2 separate regions of the Neogale vison genome follow, and region 2 is linked to region 1. The links are chromatin contacts, called in public Hi-C maps. All regions are on one chromosome and are shown on one strand. Each heading gives the region's core, a stretch centred on a gene start, on an enhancer-like site or on the middle of the called end of the contact. The rest is flanking DNA. Distances are from core to core; before and after follow the strand shown.

Region 1 (6,419 bases), core at 928-3,427:
TTCTGCCAACTGTATTCTCTGTGCCTCTCAACCTACTAAATGCTCTAGCTTACCAATAAAAAAACAAAAAAGAACAAAACAACAACAAAAAAATGTTAAGCCAGTATATGGATATGTAGGTCCCCAAAGTTATCATAAGACCAATTTTTGTTTGTCTGTCCTTGTCTTTTTTTTTTTTTTTTAAGATTTTACTTACTTATTTGTCCGAGAAAGAGAGTACAAGCAGGCAGTGTGGCAGGCAGAAGCAGAAAAAGAAGCAGGTTCCCCGCTGAGCAAGGAGTCTGATGCGGGACTCAAACCCAGGACCCCGGTAACATGACCTGAGCCAAAGGCAGCTGCTTAACCAACTGAGTCACCCAGATGACCCTCTCCTTGTCTTTTTTGCTCTACTCCATGGAGATTGCCCTTTCCCTACCAGGACATGCAAAATTGGGCAATTTTGTTATTTTCTCCTGACTTCTGCTACCTCACATTATGTTTCCAACAAAATAGTCAAGAGATTAAAATGTCTCCTCTCCCTTGGCTGGAGACTTTGCCAGGAAGAAACCACTGTCAAGGAAGTGGGATACTGCTTCTCTCTTTACTTTTTAGATAATGAATTTTCCTCAGGTCAGAATCATTGATGAGTCATTTCTGGAATCCAGCATTTCCTCCATTTTGACTGTTAGACCTTTGTTACCAGCAGCCCTCCACACCTACCTAAGGATGATCCAAAGAACATGTTTGAAGATACCACAGGTGAAAATAAAAGACATTTGTCAGCCAGCTTTGCTCAGAAAGGTTCTTCCTTACACATCACGTGCTTCAGTAACCCACAGCTCCACTCTGAGTCCACCCTCCTCTTTCTCTCCAACACAAGCTGCTGGATTTGTGAGGTGGGCTCTGGTCAGAGTCCATTTCCCTGTCTGGGTTGAGGATGCTTTATGCCCTAAGCCAGATCTGTGGCCATTCTCCTGGGAACCCAGAATTTGGGGGTCAAGCAGTGAGCCACCCATCTAGCCAGGAAGGCTGTTTTAAAGAAATTACAAGAAATTCAATAAAGGGGCACCTGGATGGCCCAGTCGATTAAGCATCTGCCTTCAGCTCAGGTCATGGAATCAAGACCCGTGTCAGGCTCCCTGCTCAGTGGGGAGCCTGCTTCTCCCTCTCCCCCGTGCTTGTGCTCTCTCTTGCTCTCTCAAACAGATAAATAAAATTGGAAGAAAGAAAGAAAGAAAAAGAAATTCAGTAAGCAGCCCTCGCTAAGCCTGTCACTTTGTCCACATACTGTATCCATCCGCCTGGGTCTTGGTTTCCTCCCTTTTGTTCACCTTAGTTTTTCCTTGTCCCAGTCTCATTTCCTGGACTCTAAATAAGGCCTTCTTGCCCATGGCCAGTGCTATGACCTAGCAAGAATCAGCAGAAGCCTATTCTGGCCAGAGGCAGATTCAAATTCAGACGCTTCTATTCACCAGCTGTGAGTCCTCAGGGAGGAGACTCAACCTTTCTAAGACCCAGTTTTCTCTTTAGTAAAATAGGCATAATAGTTCCTAGTTCATAGTGCTGTCAGTAGATTAAGTGGGATCTTTCACGTAGGAAGCCTGGGGTATTGTCAGATGCACAATCCACAGTGCACTGCACCACGTAACCCACCGCACAATCCACAATCAGCACCGCACCACGTAACCCACCTAAGGAGACTCACCAGTGCTCCATAGTGGTTTCTGGAATTAATCTGAAATAAACATTTTCTAGATTTCCAGGCTGCCCTGGAAGGGTTTCCCTACCACACTTATCTTGGTTTTAAAAAAAAAAAATCAGAAGCAGGGCACCTGGCTGGCACAGCTGGTAGAGCATGGACTCTTGTACTTGGGGTTGTGGGTTCAAGCCCCACATTGGTTATAGAGATTACTTTAAATTTTTTTAAGAAATTAAAAATTAAAAAAAAAAAATATCAGAAGCTTGAAAATGGAGGAGGGACTGGAGAGAGGGCAATGAAGTAAGCCGGATGCTAGAAGCCTGGATTGCCTTTGGCTCAGTCTGGATTTGAGGGAAACCTGGAATTACTGCGATTTCATCACAGCAGCTGGTCCAAGATAAACCTGCCAGAACCGCTCAGAGGCCAGATCTGGATTGCAGTGATAGCTGAGGCCTGCTGAGAAGCAAGGAAAAACTATTTATCTGACATTTTTTTCAACCCCAACCAAGAATTTTCTTTGGCTCAGGATGCCACTGGGACCGGTTTTCATTTGCATGGAGCTCATTTGAGGATCCGCGCCTCTGACGGTAGAGACTTCTTAGAAAGACTTCCATTTCCCTGCCTCCTTTCCACATGTGCCTCTCTCATGATTCAGAAATAATCACCCATCCAGGAAAGCTAATCCCCGAGTCTTACTTATGCATGGATTGTGCCAGAACCTCACATATACATTCTCTCTGATTCAACTCTACACACAGCCTGTGTGGGCCTGAGCATCAGTAAAGATGGCCGCCAGAGAACATTGGCCCTCTTTCCAAATTGGCAGCCTTCATCCCACTGAAGCCATGTTAACCGATGTGGCACATTTTAATACATTTCACTGTCTCAAGCTGTGGCAGCAAATTTAGAGTGTGAATCTTCCTAACAGCTGCTCCTAGAGTGGCTGTCTGGAATCTCTGTATCCTTGACCCGTTGGTGCCAACGAACGAAAACCTCGTCCATGTAGTATGTATCTCGGTGGGGCTTTAGAACAATCCTGTCTGAACTAAAATGCCACCATTCTTAATAATATTATTGTGAAGACTCTTCATTTCCAAAAACAGGTAGCATTTAGGGAGTGGTATAAATATTCTAGGAATTAAAATTGTGAGTTTTCTTGAGAAAACAATTCAGAATGTGCCCCATCAGATCAGCACTATCTGCTTTAACCAGACACTTTATTCCGATGATACTGCCTTAGATGCCCATTGCATGGTTCATCATCCTTAGTCAAAGATAGGCACATAGATGATCTTGGTTGCATTGTGGTCATAGCCAAAGATTAGAAACAAATGTTCATTGATAGGGGACTGGCTAAATCAATTATGAATGTCCAGTCAATAAAAAAAGTGGGGGGCACCTGAGTGGCTCAGTGGGTTAAGCCGCTGCCTTCCGCTCAGGTCATGATCTCAGGGTCCTGGGATCGAGGCCCACATCGGGCTCTCTGCTCAGCAGGGAGCCTGCTTCCTCCTCTCTCTCTCTCTGCCTGCCTCTCTGCCTGCTTGTGATCTCTGTCTGTCAAATAAATAAATAAAATCTTTAAAAAAAAAAAAAGTGATGATCCAAAGGGGCAACTGCACCCCAAAGTTTATAGCAGCAATGTCCACAATAGCCAAACTATGGAAATAACCCAGATGTCCATCGACAGGGGAATGGATAAAGAAGATGTGGAGACACACACGCGTGCGTGCGCAGGAATATTATACAGCCATCAAAAAAGAAATACTGCCATTTGCAACAACATGGATGGAACTAGACGGTATTTTTTTTTAAAGATTCTTTATTTTATTTATTTGACAGACAGAGATCACAAGTAGGCAGAGAGGCAGGCAGAGAGAGAGAGGAAGGGAAGCAGGCTCCCTGCCAAGCAGAGAGCCTGATGTGGGGCTCAATCCCAGGACCCTGGGATCATGAACTGAGTCGAAGGCAGAGGCTTTAACCCACTGAGCCACCCAGGTGCCCCTGGAACTAGAGGATATTATGCTAAAAGAAATAAGCCAATCAGGGACGCCTGGGTGGCTCAGTTGGTTGGACAACTGCCTTCGGCTCAGGTCATGATCCCAGAGTCCCGGGATCAAGTCCGCATCAGGCTCTCAGCTCCACCCCGGGAGTCTGCTTCTCCCTCTGACCTTCTTCTCGCTCATGCTCTCTCTCACGGTCTCTCTCAAATAAATAAATAAAATCTTTAAAAAAAAAAAAAAAGAAGCCAATCAGAGAAAGACCATTATCATATGATCTCACTGATATGTGGAATTTAAGAAACAAAACAGAGAATCATAGGGGAAGAGAAGAAAAAATAAAATGAGAAATCAGAGAGGGAGACCAAAACAAAAACAAAAACAAAAACAAAAAACAAAACCAAAAGAGACTCTTAATCAGGAAACAAACTGAGGGTTGCTGGAAGGGAGAGGGTGGAGGGTTGAGGTAATAGGGTGATGGACATTAAGGAGGACATGTGATGGAATGAACACTGTGTGTTATATAAGACTGATGAATCACTGACCTCTACCTCTGAAACCAATAATATATTACATGTTAATTAATTGGGGAAAAAATAAAAATAAAAATAATTTTTAAGTTATTCACCAAGAAAATCTAATAAATGTTATTATGAAATAATCCCCAAGAATAGTTAAATCTGGAAATACACAAGATTCTGGTCATATTGATCATCTCTGGGAGAAGAACCAGGGGCAGATGCTCAAGAGGAAGAAGAAGTTTTTGTCATTTTTGTACACTCTTGAGATTTATACCTTGTGTTACCCAGATACACGATGATAAAATGGTTGGTTTTTCAAAAACTGTATTCAGGGTCTAGCGTGAAGAAAGATGGTCCAACCAGCTCTATCATTCAAACAGTTAAAATCACAAGAGCTCTCATTTGCTGAGCAATTACTCTGTATCAGCCTCGTGTTATCGCTACTTAGACATTTCATCTGATCTTCCCTTCAGAGCAATCCTATGAAGTAGATTCTACCATCTTCATTTTAGAAAAAAGGACACTAAAAAAAAAAAACAAAAAAAAACACGGGGGTGCCTGGGTGCCTCAGTGGGTTAAAACCTCTGCCTTTGGCTCAGGTCATGATCTCAGGGTCTTGGGATCAAGCCCCACATCGGGCTCTCTGCTCAGCAGGGGGCCTGCTTCCTCTCTCTTTCTCTCGCTCTCTCTGCCTGCCTTTCTGCCTACTTGTGATCTCTGTCAAATAAATAAATAAAATCTTTAAAAAAAAAAAAAAAAAAGGAAGAAGAAAAGAAACAAGGACACTGATGCAATGAGTTTAGAAAAGTTGCCTGAGGTTACACAACCCGCACCAGGCTAACCTGGGATTCAAACCTAGGTCGGGCTAACTTTTTCCACTGGTCCCTGAGAACCTTCTCCTATCAAATACTCAATGAGAGTGCATCTCATCACTCTGTGCCCAGGGTCTGGTAGGTGCTTGGCACACAGGAGGTATCTAATACATGCTGAACAAATGATAAACAGAAAGCAAAACAGTGAGAGCAAGACAAGCCAGTAATTCCCTAAAAGGAATTTTATACATGTTTGAGGATCTTGGAATGGCAGGATAACGTCCCATTGAGATTACTTGGAAGGCAACAACCTTTATTTAGATGGCTCTATTCTGCTGTGTTTGCTTTAAAAAAAATTTTTTTTTTATAGTCACATTGTTTTTAGTCACACCTCACAAAGCCTCATTACTTCAAAATGCTTTTCTGGTAGAAGATGATTTCACAACAAGGAGAACCAGAGAATGTGGTTTTCATTAGGCTACCTTTAAAAATAGCTGGTTTTTTTTTTTTTTTTCGGATGGGATCATATGAATAAATAAATACGTCTCTTTTGTTTTATCTTCTGTGTTTCTTTCTGGTTATTGGAAACGGCCAACAAGCTTGACCATTCATTTCAGGGTGAGTTCGGGACCCAAACGGTTAAGAAACCAGCCAATTTGGCTTCCTTGCTGCCTCCCAGCCAAGGAGATGAATGGAATGTTCATGAGGTCGCTTGGCAGGGGGCCACATTCCTATGGGAACGTTGCAGCAGTGAGAGCTTTGGGACACGAAGAGGCAAATGTGTGGGAGTTGTGGAGCAAACTGCAAATGATCCAAAGTCTCAGAAAAATGCATGGAGCGCCATTGGTCCAAGGATGCTTTGCAGAGGACTAGCAAAGTCTCCGCCTTTGCTCCAATTGAAAATAGAGACAGGAACTGGCCTGTCCAGTTCTTTCCTACAGCTGCCCAGGCCTTGAATGGCACAGGCCCCTTCCAGCCCCGCTGCGGATATGAATTCATTAAAAGAATCTCATCAAGGAGTCCCACTTCTTCAGCTGATCTTTAGATTCAGTTCTACTTCCTATTTTCCAAAGAAAATGACTTGAGGGGAATTGGCCCAACTCCACCCCACCCCCACTCACCGCTCCTCCTTTCCCCTGCCCCACCCTGCAGCTGTCCCTAAGGACTCAAACCCAATGCATTTTCATTTTCCTCAAGGACTTCCTGGTATCTTTTAACACACACTCCAGACACCAGGCGAGTCACTAAAATTCCACATTACGACTCACTCAGGCTTTTAGAAATGCTACATCTGATCGATGATAATGATGATGATGGAAGCTGGACTATTCATTTAAAATTAGCAACCTAAAATGTTCTCAGTCATCCTCAAAGAGCCGGTCACTAGAAAATTTCTTGACACCACATTAAA
Region 2 (5,995 bases), core at 647-3,146, 120 kb after region 1:
CCAAGGTATTTTTCCTCAATTCAGTAAGAAATAGGATATTTTGTATTGCCGGGTGGCTGTGAGATGGGAGCTGGAGTCTGAAAAATGTTCAGGTACACTGGGCCAACAAACTGTGGTTTAGCAACCCTACTGTCTGGCTTGCCCTGCCATTGGACTCTCATACTTTTAGAAGATGATATTTGGAGAGGGATATGCCTAGCACCGTTTTAATGCCAAATTAATTATGTTTTTCTAATACGTTTCCAAAAACCAGTGCAATGGTGGCTGGGGTCATTACTGTAAACCTCATTGTATCACCTTATTATTGCATGCAAACTAGAGATAAAACGCATTAGTACCCTTTATTAAGAAAAAAAAAAAAAAGCATTAGTACCTACCTGTGGTAACGGATGCATACACACGTGAGAAATTTGTATAGGAATACAGGCACACACAAATGAGTACAATTAAGGTTGGGGAAACATCAATAAGACGGGTGGACTGAATCAATGTCAATATCCATTGTGTGTTATATTACAGTTGTGGAGGACATTACCATTGGGAAGAACTGGGCAACGTGAACAAAAGATTTCTTTGTACTATTATTTTTTACAACATGTGAATCTTCAATGATCACAAGAAAAATTTCAATTAAAGAACATTAGTACAAGTTACGTTGTACAAAATGTGTCGTTGCAAGTCACATTCTGCTTCCCTCAATTATTCATATTTAGGGGATTTAGGGACAAATAGGCGCCATTATTTATCTTGGGGCCCCAACTGGAAAGGAGAGCAAAATGCCTAGAAGGAAAGAGGTCAACAGTACAGAAATTGCTTTTGCTACTTCGATCTTAGTGAAACTGGCACAAGACAGTCACCGAAAACGTTAGACAAGTTCTGCCATAGAGGGATGACTTTACCCAGCTATTTTCTGATTTACCCACTGGGTATAATGTGTCACTACTCCGCTTCCAAAGGTGGCGATAAAACTATTTTTTTTTTTTTTTTTTTAGAATGGAAGAGAAATTTATCCACACACACAAAAGGAGCGGCCTGAAGTTGCCTGATGTAGCATTTTAAAATTCGGGGAGTTTTTGCCTAACCCATTACTTTCGGAAAAGTACAACCCACAGGGATGAGAGAACTCAACTTCTTGAGCAAGCTGGAGAAGACCGTGCTAGCAGGGCAGATTGGTTTCCCTTCCCAACAAAAGGGCCGACTTCCACTTGAATGAGCGCCGCGAACTTGTATAAAGTGTGAGAGGGGAAGAAATGGCAGGCTGGGAATCCGGCCCCGGGAAGGCTTTCACCGCGCCGCAGAACCACCACCTGAATTTCCAGAAAAGAAACTTCTCTTCCCCGAACTTGCAGACTTTCACGAGTCCTGGAGCGCTCTAAGGGGTCGGCCGAGCTTCCGCGTCCCGTAAGAGGGAAACTGAGGCAGGGAGGGCGCGGCGCGCGCAGCTCCGGGCTCGGCGCCCGTCCGGAGGAAGAAACCCAGGCTTCCAGAGTTCTCCGTGCGGACGCAAGCACCTCGAAGCCTCCCGCCGCCCCGCCCTGCTCGGGACAAAGCCCGGGCCCGCGCCGGGAGACAGGGCGGGGGGGTGGGGGGTGGGCAGGGCGGCTCCCGCGCGCGCCCCGCTCCCCCGTGGGCGCGAGACTCCGCCCCGCCGTCCCTGCGGGGGGAGCCCGTGCCCCAACCGCAAGTCGGCCCAGCCGGGCCCGCCCCGAATCCCCATGACGTCACCGGCGGCGGCAGGCCCCGCCCCCGGCCCCGGGCGGCAGGCCGCATGACGTCACCGAGGCCCCACCCCTCCGGAGCGAGTTCGGTCCTGGCGTTCATTTCATTCCTGTCCTCATTCCGAACATTCTTAGCATCGCTCGCGCCGCGCCGCGCCGCCCGAGCCGAGCCGAGCCTCTGCAGCCGCCGCCGCGGCCCCGCCGCCCGCCGCGGGCGCCCACCAAGCACTTTGCAGACTCGCTTCCACCCTACGGGCCAGTCCGCGCGGCGGGGCCCGGGCCCGGGGCGGCCGCGTCCGGGGACAGGCCATGCAGTGAAGCCCCCCCACCCCGACCGCCTTTGCCTGGAGCCGCGGGCAGCAGCCCAGTGCGCCGAGCCGGCCCCGGGGCAGGAGCGGTGCTAGGCAGGGGTGGGGTGGCCCGGCCCGGGGACCGGGAGCCGGGGAGGGAGCCGGGCACCGAGCTGCGGGCGGGGGAAGCGGCGCCGAAGTTTGCCTCGGACTCGCCGGGCGCTGCGGCGGCTCCCTTCGCCGAGGTAAGTTGGCGCGCGGGGTGATGCTGGGTGCGGGCGGCGCACCGGGCGCCCGGGGGCGGGGGGCCGGCGGCGCGTCCGGCTCGGGCCGCTCTTTCTCTGCGGGCTCCGCTTTGTGTGCGGCGGGCGGGCACGCGGAGGGCCAGGGCCGGGCCCCCGCGCCCCCTTCAAGGTGAGCGGCCGGGCGCCGCCGCGCGAGTTGCCGGGACGCCAAGTTGGGCCGCGCGCTGCGGAGCCCGCGCGGCAACAGGCGGTCCCCGGCGGCGGCCCTGGAGGCGCCCGGCCGGCCGCGCCGCGCCCCCCCCGCCCCCCCCGTCCCCCGCGCCCCCAGCGCCTGCCCGCTCGCCCGTACGCGCGCACACGCACACACCCTCACAAGCTCAGCCGGTTATCACGGTTTGCTCGGGGAAGTCAGAAGTTCGGAGCGGGCGCGGGCGGGGAGAGCCGCCGGCGCCGCCTCGGAGCCCGGAGCCGCCCCCCCCCCCGCCCGACGCCGCCGCCCCCACCGGGCCCCTGGGCGCCCGGGCCCCCCGAGGCCTGCCCGGGGTCCGCGCCGACTCGTGCTGCTGGCGGGGGTTCGCTCCTTCTCAAAGATGAAAGAAGGCACGGTCGCCTTTGCCGCTTCTCCAGGACTGTTGCTGCTGCCGCCGCCGCCACTTCATTGCACATTCAAGTGGAAAATTTTCAGGAGTCAGCAGAAACATTGTGTCCAAAAAAGACTGAGTCGCAGTTACCACCAAACCCTGGAGGAGACTCTCCCTGGAAAACTTCCCTTCGGTAGGAAATACTGGGGGATTTGTTTGTTTATTGGAAGAGAAATGATCCCCAGGAGAGGAGAAAATCAGGGTGTACTTCTAGTCTTTGTTCGTAGCAGCAACACTGTTTTCAAAAGTCCAGAGGCCGGTTTTCAAGAAAGTTCAACTTCCAGGAGTTTCTTTTTTCTAAAATGCATTTGTGTGTGTGTGTGTGTGTGTGTGTGTGTGTATTTCTCTCTTTCTTTTTTTTTTTTTAAACTGAAGCAACATTTTAAATGAGTTGAAAACAATGGAGGGCTCACACTTCCCTTATTCTTCTCCCACGAAAATAAATAAAATCCAGATCATAATTTTCTTTGCTTTTTAATTGTCTTTCTTTTTAAAGATTTATTTAAAGTTGAATGGTGTCACTGTATAAAAATATTTATGAAACAATGAAATAGCAGCCACCAGCATTTCTCAGGAGGCTTGTTAACTTCTCAGAAGCAAGTGGCTGCCTGTGATTTGCAGAAATGAAAATTGACCTCAGTAAGCACTGGAAACTTAGAGACAGATGATGTTCCAGGAGCGGGTAATGTAAAAAGGCCTGTTTTAAAAACAGTGCCTTGGAGGGAGCCCAGGTCCTGGGACAGAAAGGTCTGCAAAACCTATCAGATTTCAAAATGGTTAAACAAGAAAATTTTAAATGCTACAGATATTGCAAAGGAGCAGAACACTAAAACATTTCAGGGCAACCGCATGTTTCTTCCTCCCCACCCTCCTTGATTGTTTCTGGAAGTTTTGGTGGTCTGATCGCTTATGGTGTGCTGAGTTCCTGCAGGTGGTTACCTGAGTAGACGGATCCCTTTTAGGAGCCTGGGATCTGCCTGCATTGTCAGAACAGGCAGTGAGTGGGCTCCTTTCTCTGCAGTCTGCAGTGGCCTTTACTGGTGTGTCCTGCCCGGGGCTTCTCTGCCAGGGTACTCTGAGGCAGTGCTTAGGGAACATATCTTAGGCTGTGCCCGTGCCTTGTCCTTTCACTCTCGGGTCTGCCCTTTTGTAAATATCAGGATCTTCGGGGCCAGGCTCAGATCTAACTTTGCTTAAGAATCTTTCTTCTTCAGAAGGAAATAGTAGAACTAATTACAAAGTGACTCAGGAAAGACAAATGGATTTAGTTGAACCTTTGTCAACAGCGAGGTTTTGAATCGTTGATTATTTTGGGGAGGGGGGGAGGCTTACTTTTCTAATCTCACTATTTCCATAAATGGTCACAGATATTTTTGTTTAGTATTTCTTTGTATGTACAACTTGGTATTGAGCTCTCAGGTTTCAGATTTTAAACAGAGTTTGTAATTCTTTTATTTGTTGTTAGCATAAAAAAATGAGGTGATAAGCTGTATTCATTACTGAATTCTTGCTGATGGTATAAAAGTGCCAATGTAGACCATTTTATTTTACTTATCATTATTATTATTTGGTCTGCAGTTTTAGGGGAATATTAGAATAATTTTTTTTTTTTTACAATTTTGAGACAAAACCAATGTGACACTTTGCCTTGACAGTAAGATTTGAAAAAACAGAGGAAAGAATCTTTGTATAGATTCCACCTCTCAAGTGATCTTTCATGGAGTAACAAATAGAACTCCATCCAGAGACCATGCTTGAGAGATTTATGGAGTTTATTGGGTTTTGTGTGAGTGTGTGTGTGTGTGTGTTTGTGTTTCTTTTTCCTTTTCCCAAAACATAAACCAGGACTCACCACGACATGTACTTAATGAGATTTAATTTAAAGAGGGATGGCAACCTAGTTTAGTTTGAGCCAGATTGAAGCAAATTTCTCACGGAGAGGCGGAGAGGTGCTTCCTTGCATTGTGGTACAATGTGTGCCTAGGCCCCAGCAGCAAATTAATTATATGTCAGGGCAGGTTTTGGGCGGGGTGGAGGGTGGGGGGGGCAGGGGGAAAGTGGGAGAAGGGGGAGAGCGACACTGTGGGGGACGTCAGCTTCTTTCAGCTTCTTCCCTTTTCCCTCTACCTCTCTTACAGCAGGAATTACGTATTCAGACTCTCACTTTGGAGGACTAATGTCTCCTCGTATTAAGAACAAGGACAAGCAAGGCATAATGAAAAGGGTGTTGGGGGTTTTTTGCTGCTTATGCTAAAGTCCTTCAGTAACAGTTTTGAGTTCTGACACTGCAGCTCAGCAGTATTAGAGGGCATTTCTCAGTGGGAAAATCTGAGAAGAATATACTTGCTGTGGATCGTCCGTTTCCAGATCATATCTGTTTTATCTTCAGTGGAAAAGTATGTACCAGGAGCAGTTGGAGAATGTTGAGCTCAGATGTTAGCTAGGCCTTTGAAGAAATGAGCTGTGCCATGAACAATATTTTTAAGGTTTCTTGTTTTAGAACGGGTTGATCTCTCGTGTGTGGTGGTCACACCAGAGCCTCTGCATCTGTGGGATTACTTTTTTTTTTCTCTAATCTCATGTACTATTATGTGTTAATTGTGAGCATAATTATACTGCCTGCAAATGAAAATTGTGGTGCTTTATCGCTCCAAAGGTTGGTGCAAATGACTGCATTTAGGAGCCAGCATGTGTAAAAATGACCGTGTTCACTACTACTGTGCAGACAGTAGGTAGATAGCATTTTTAAGCTTGTATTTTAGGCACGTTGTCTTATTCCCAATAAAGAGATTGCGAAAGAGTAAAAATGCTGCCGAGTGAAAGCTGGGCCTAGGGGTTGGATCCACTCAGTGGTAAAACTTTGTAGGTCTGTTTTTTTCCAAAGACTGAGGACAACGGGCCAGAGCAGGTGTCCGGCTGTCTCAGCAGTGGTGCAGGGAAATCTTTTCTGTCCATAAAGGTGCGTACTGCACTTCCTCCTTAGTGGTCAGGGGCTGCAATGGCAGCAAGGGCTAGTGTCCTACTTCTGACCTCAGCAAAAAAAAAAAAAAAAAAAGTACTGTAAGCTTCTTGCCCTTTAACAAACTTGGGCTCTGTTGCTG

The links. Hi-C and Micro-C count contacts between places; a contact is called where the count stands out from the background.
Region 2: a contact with region 1 is called in a Hi-C map of fibroblasts, with 6 times the contacts expected there. The contact joins the promoter of TEAD1 here to the enhancer-like site in region 1. A contact is called at or near these places in 2 of 3 Hi-C or Micro-C datasets (fibroblasts and muscle).

Annotation. Positions count from the first base shown.
Region 1 is chr7:160,506,279-160,512,697 of ASM_NN_V1, forward strand. No RefSeq gene overlaps it. Among named protein-coding and RNA genes, the nearest start is that of TEAD1, 120 kb to the right of the region's middle. Within about 2 kb of position 2,178, the one cell type or tissue checked has open chromatin away from gene starts, as enhancers often do. A contact at or near this core is called in fibroblasts, where this site is marked.
Region 2 is chr7:160,623,272-160,629,266 of ASM_NN_V1, forward strand. It overlaps TEAD1 (transcriptional enhancer factor TEF-1), which reads left to right and starts at 1,897. Exons shown (of 12, transcript XM_044258861.1): 1 at 1,897-2,253.